Linked DNA regions of Rattus norvegicus: region 2 is linked to region 1. A link is a contact called in public HiChIP or PLAC-seq data. All regions are on one chromosome and are shown on one strand. The core of a region is the stretch at or near the end of the contact, and the rest is flanking DNA. Distances in the headings are between cores, read along the strand shown.

Evidence for each region. HiChIP or PLAC-seq counts read pairs in DNA pulled down with a chosen protein or histone mark.
Region 2: an H3K27ac HiChIP or PLAC-seq map of oligodendrocytes shows a contact between it and region 1, with 3 times the contacts expected there. The contact joins the promoter of Zfp518a here to the promoter of Ccnj in region 1. A contact is called at or near these places in 1 of 12 Hi-C or Micro-C datasets (frontal cortex) and 1 of 1 datasets of contacts at active chromatin or transcription factors (oligodendrocytes).

The regions. Positions count from the first base shown.
Region 1 is chr1:249,607,689-249,610,388 of GRCr8, forward strand. Ccnj (cyclin J) reads left to right here and starts at 1,303. Exons shown (of 6, transcript NM_001106369.1): 1 at 1,303-1,467; 2 at 2,024-2,133. The coding sequence starts at 2,065. Cc2d2b (coiled-coil and C2 domain containing 2B) reads left to right here. Exons shown (of 34, transcript XM_063280394.1): 34 at 1-1,206.
Region 2 is chr1:249,668,263-249,670,962 of GRCr8, forward strand. Zfp518a (zinc finger protein 518A) reads left to right here and starts at 1,424. Exons shown (of 5, transcript NM_001030038.2): 1 at 1,424-1,471.

The sequences.
Region 1 (2,700 bases), core at 53-2,552:
CTTATTATGAGCCATCTAAGTCTAGAATAATACATGCTTTCTAAACCAGTATCTCCCGGCAAACGTCTTCAAAGTAGAGACTGTAGGACAACCTGCTTATTACAGGATCACACAGACGATTACAGTCTGTGACCCACTTTTCCGAAAAGGTTCTTAAGAAGGCCTGGACTCTTAAGTCATTTGGAAGCCAAATTATCGCCATAAAGCTGCTTACTAGTCATGAATTGGAAACCGAGGACTTGGGTACTATTTAAATACCATAAACGACATGAAAATTTTAGTCAGATAACGTCCTTCTCCTCTGCCAGTAGCCTCTTCCCCAACTGCACCAGGCTAGGCTGGGTTCTGCCAACTTTCACGTGTACGCTTCCATTTTCTTCCCATCAGTTCCTGAATCCCTGCTTTCCCCGGGCATTGTGTAACATTGTCACACCGGGGTCTGCAGCAGTCCTTCCGGGATGTATGCAAACACCGGTGTGATAAGTCAGGCTCCCCGCCGTGTGCACTCATCTTTTTGTAGTAGCCCTTTGTCACTCTTCCTCTTTCTTAACAAAATATTCAAAGTAAGGGGTGAGGTCTCATGATTTATGTTTAAATATTGAAAAAGAGTCGCTCTATATCTGTGGACCCGTCTACTTCTTTTATGGTGGTCCACTTTCAAATATAATTGATGGGGTTTCTGTTACTCACACACCAATTCCAGCATCACCTCTATTGAGTGAGTGTTGTTCCCACCGTTTAGGGTTTCTTCATTGACCACCACAGATGGCCAATTACATCCATTATGGATTTGACAAGCCAGGTTGCTAAAGATGTTAATTCCAGTCGTGAATCGCTGAAGCGAAAGCAACAAGAAAAGCTGAGTTAGAAGAGCTCAAAGAGTACTGGGTTTAGAGGGGAAACTGAAGTAGAACTTGACAACCAAAGCGCTTTAGGGACTGGTAAGAGCTAAAGCCATTTGGAAGGTTTGGGGTTGGGGTTGGGGGGTCCGGGAGAGCAGCCCCTTGGAAGTGAGACAGCGGGCCACACCCGCGCCGCCCAGTTTTAATCGCAGGGCTGAGGCACCGCAACTTTCTCTGCCCGCACCCGGGACCGATCGGAGATTCTCTGCAGGTGAGCAGCCCTCGGGCGCCGACAGACAGCCTGGGTTGCAGAGCGAGACGGCCCGACACTAGGCGGGGGCTGTGGAGACGGACTCGCACCTGGCTCGGCCCGGCCGCCGATTGGATGGCGCGGCGCGACCCCGCTGTATCGCGAGAGCGGATTGGCAGCGCCGGGCGGCCCGTGCCCCGGCGCTGGCTTTGTACAGCGAGCCGCCTGCCGGTCCTTTAACAATGGGCGGCGCGAGCGCCCGGGTGCTGGGCCCAAGCTGAGGTGGGGGCTTCGCGGCCGACTGTCCGCGGCATGAACGCTGCCGGCGCCCCGCGAACGCCGGCCCGGCTGGGGCTGTGAGGGCCGCGGTTCCGGGTAAGAACCCGCGTGGGCCGGGCAGGCCTGCGGGAGGGCAGCGAAGCGAGAGGAGGCTCCGAGGCGCGCAGCACGGCTGCCGGCCCGCCCGGCCTTTTGTTCGTTGCTCCCGGGCCGCGCCGCGGCGGGCGCACCTCAGATCCCCAGGGTGGTGGAGCGTGCCGGGCTGTCGGCGCGGACCTGGCCTCGCGCCCTGGTCACCCTCCATTCCGGCGGCGTCCCGACAGAGTCAGGGCTCCTGCGCCTATGTGCGGGCGACTGAGTTCGAACCCAGGACTCAGAGAGCGCGAAGCGGGCCGTCGGGCCCTGAGCTTTCCGAGCTCGCACTTTTCTGTAGCTCGTGCAGCGGACGATTGCAGACTAAGCCGGAGCTTCCCAACTGGGTAGATCGGGCCTTACTGGCCTTGGAGGATGGCTTGGGGTCGGGTCAGGTGAAGATGAGCAGCCGCGCGGGGTGACCTGAGATCACATCCCTGGAGGAGGGGGCGCGCGGAGGGTCGTGGGGGGACACGGGGAGAGTTGCTGGCGGTGACCGCGTCTGGGGCGTGTCTTCCAGACTGAAGTTGCGGCGTCTGGCTGGGCGCGCCTCCGGCTTCCATGGAGCTGGAGGGGCAGTGGTGGCGAGGACAGCTGGCTGCGGATATTCACCAGGCGCTTCGGTACAAGGTAACCCCGAGACCCGACCTTCCCATCCCGGCTCTTGGGCTTCCTGGAAAGGCCAGTCAGGTTCTTTACTCTCTTCCTTCCAGGCCAGAGAAGGCGAGTTTGCTTATTTGTCAAAGTTAATTAACTTCTTCCTTCCCTCGAATGCATCAGGAGAACGTGTAAATGTGAAGAGAACTGGGGCGTGGTAGTTGGGAGAAGGAAGGTTGATGATGTTCCAGTGTTGCCATGTGGACCATGGGTGTGTGTGTGTGTGTGTGTGTGTGTGTGTGTGTGTGTGTGTGTGTGTGTGTGTGAGAGAGAGAGAGAGAGAGAGAGAGCGCGAGAGCCTTGTACTAGAAAATACCTTGCTGTTACAAGTAGCTGTTGTAAGCCCCATACATACTCCGTTCTCCAGCCTTTTGCCAAACTTGCCGTGAGACTTCAGACTACTTAATTTTCTGTTTCTCAGTTTCTGTCATCTGTAAAAGGAGAAATAACGATGGAACATTTCTTATGGGGTGATCGTGAAGTCTGATAAGCAAATACAGTAGAGGAACTTAGAACAGTGGAAGAGTATGTGCTAACGTA
Region 2 (2,700 bases), core at 174-2,673, 61 kb after region 1:
GAGAAAAACTACCAGCACTCAGGAGGTAGAGGCAGGCAAGAGCTCTGAGAGTTTGAGGCCATCTTAGTCTATAAATAGCGTTCCAGGACAACCAGAGCTCTGTTATACTGTCTCATGGCCTGTTAACCGCTCACTCCCCGTCACCCCAAGAAAATCTATTTTTCAAACATCACTATATAGTATATACTATATTATATTTATATTATATACTTTGATATTAATAGATTTCACTTTCAATTTTATAGTTATAATTGTACTTCTTGTGTGAACTTCAGCTTGCCTGTTCTAGGAGGACTGCTGTACACCAACATACTTACCACCCAAAACTAAGGGTACACAGTGTGTTTTTCTTATCCCCCCCCCCCACACCTTTGTTAAATTAAAGGGTAAAGTTCGTATGGCAACAGGTCAATGCACTCAAAAGCATATCCTAAGACAATGGAAAATTCTTAAAAGTTTTAAAGTTGGTTTTAGGAAAAATTTGCGCGGGCCAGGGGTTACACCCCCTCCCCCCAAAAAAACCTACGGCACACAGTCGAAGCCAAAATTCTCATAGTTTCGAGTTTTAATATTTTGCTATATCCCTCCGCCTCGTGTTTTTGATGGCAGCAGTTTCCACAGTGCTTCCACGTGTGGGTTTTTTTTTTTTTTTCCTTTTAAGGAAGGTAATTATTTACCAAGTGAGATTAGTAGGCTTCTGAAACGTTCTGAAAGAGAGGGGCCACATTTGAACTTTGTACGACTCTTGTGTGTTGTTGGGGGAGGATTCTTTTCTTGGGGGCAAGGATTCCATTTTTGAGACTGTGATGTGTGTGCAAGGGTTTTCTTCGCGGGGAGGGCTTCCTTCGCTCAGATGAGACCTCCAGGCCTTGGGAGGAGGTCGTCCTGTGTTGGGAGAAGACCGTCCCTCACAGAGTAGCCTGTGAGGCTGCTTTCGAACTCAGGGTTGGCTCCCTTGTGGACCAGAGCTTTGGATGGCTGCTTCGTTCAACAGCTAGGACTTCAAGGGATACCAGAACTTGCGTGATCCGAGTAAGTACAGGGAAGACGCCATTTGCTAAGACGGGGCTGGTTAAAAATCTCTGGGTTGAGACTCTCCATTTCCTGTCAGCCAAGGCTTGCCAAGCGCACCAGCCCCTGCTTCTGGTGTCTACTTGGGGAAGTACAGTAGCCATTTTCCCGCTCTTCCACCGGCAGTAGAATCCCCGCTGCTGGTGAGTTGAGGGGGAGTGGTGAGCTAGGACGCAGGGAGGCGCCTTCTGTTGAGGTCAGCCGTGGACTCAGCGCCATGGCCTACTATCGTAAGGCTAAGGCGCGTACCCTTCCGGCCGCCGTTCTCTTCCGCTCGCCTCAGGTGCAGCGCGGATCCCTCCGCCGCAGCCGGCAGCGCGGCGCTCTGCTTTCCGGCAATACCCGGATGGAGGGGTAATGGCCGCCATCTGGGACTCGCAGGCAATGGGGACCACGACAGGTATTCCCTGTGCGCGGAGCCGCCAAGACCAGTTAGGATGTCGGGGCGCACACAGAGAGGCAGCAAGGGACCAAGGGCGAATTCGTGGGGTGCCAGGTTTTCCTCGAAGTGGTCTAGGGATCCGCCTCTTGTGATAGGAAGCTCATGTTAAATAGTCCCGTCCATTCAGCGCTTCCGGCCAACTTGCCGCAAAGTTTTCTAGAGAAGTCATTGGTTTTTAACCAGGGGCTCTTGCCAGCTATTAGGGTTGGTCATTGTCGTCTCGGCTTGGGCTTGTTGTAAGTTTGTCTGTAAGAACTCCCCACGGTCTCAGAGGCTAGGACTTGGGCGAGCGCCGCGACAGTGTACTTCCGCGCGTCGGAGGGGCAGCGGAACTCCGGGGAAAGGGGCGGATCGGGCGCGGCGTTTGGGGGCGATGCGGGGGCGTTTGGCGCGCGAAGCCATCACTCGTCGGGTTCCGCGGCTGGTGGAGACGGGATGGGCAGCTCTCAGTCCGCACCCCCTCGAGCTGTAGGTTCGCTCGCCCGCCTCGACGGCATCCCTACTGTGGGCCCAGTCTATGGCTATTGGGGGCTCTACCTTGCAGAGACTCCCCGCTCTCTGGCGCACGCACTGCGCGCCCTGAGAGTTGGGCAAAAAAGTGCTCCTCTTTGTAGACCCCCCCAACCACACCCAGTGGCAGATGGATTTCTTCGTAACTGGCTTTTTTCACTTGTAGGGTCCATCTTGAATCTGTTCTTAACATGGTGTCCTCTTTGTTAAGTGTGTAGTCTTTTGAGTTAGATGGCTTTGGTAACTCTAAAGTATTCGGTCTGAATGCATAGATGATAATGTGTTTTAACTCTAATCTAGATCAATGAAACAGATGGAACTTAGAAGTTTAGAACACCAACGTTAAGGGTCATTTTTCGCCTCAGGTTTAAATTTGGGGCATTTAGTGTTTGTGAATTATTTTTTTCAAAAGTCTTGAAAATGGGAAGGGGAGCGTCAGTTTTTAAGGAATTCATGACAATGTTGAACTGTGATTATCTCAGGGATGTAATGTGAAAACAACTCACATCGTGATGGGGACGTCATTAATTTGAAAGTCTTTTTTAATGCACATTTTACTAATACTAATTGGATTGCTTTCCCCCCCAGCAAAACAGATCTGATTTGAGTGTGCTCTAAAGCTTAGGTATGGTTAGAATGATTAGAAAGCATTTAAGGTGACTTGCTGAAATTCCCTA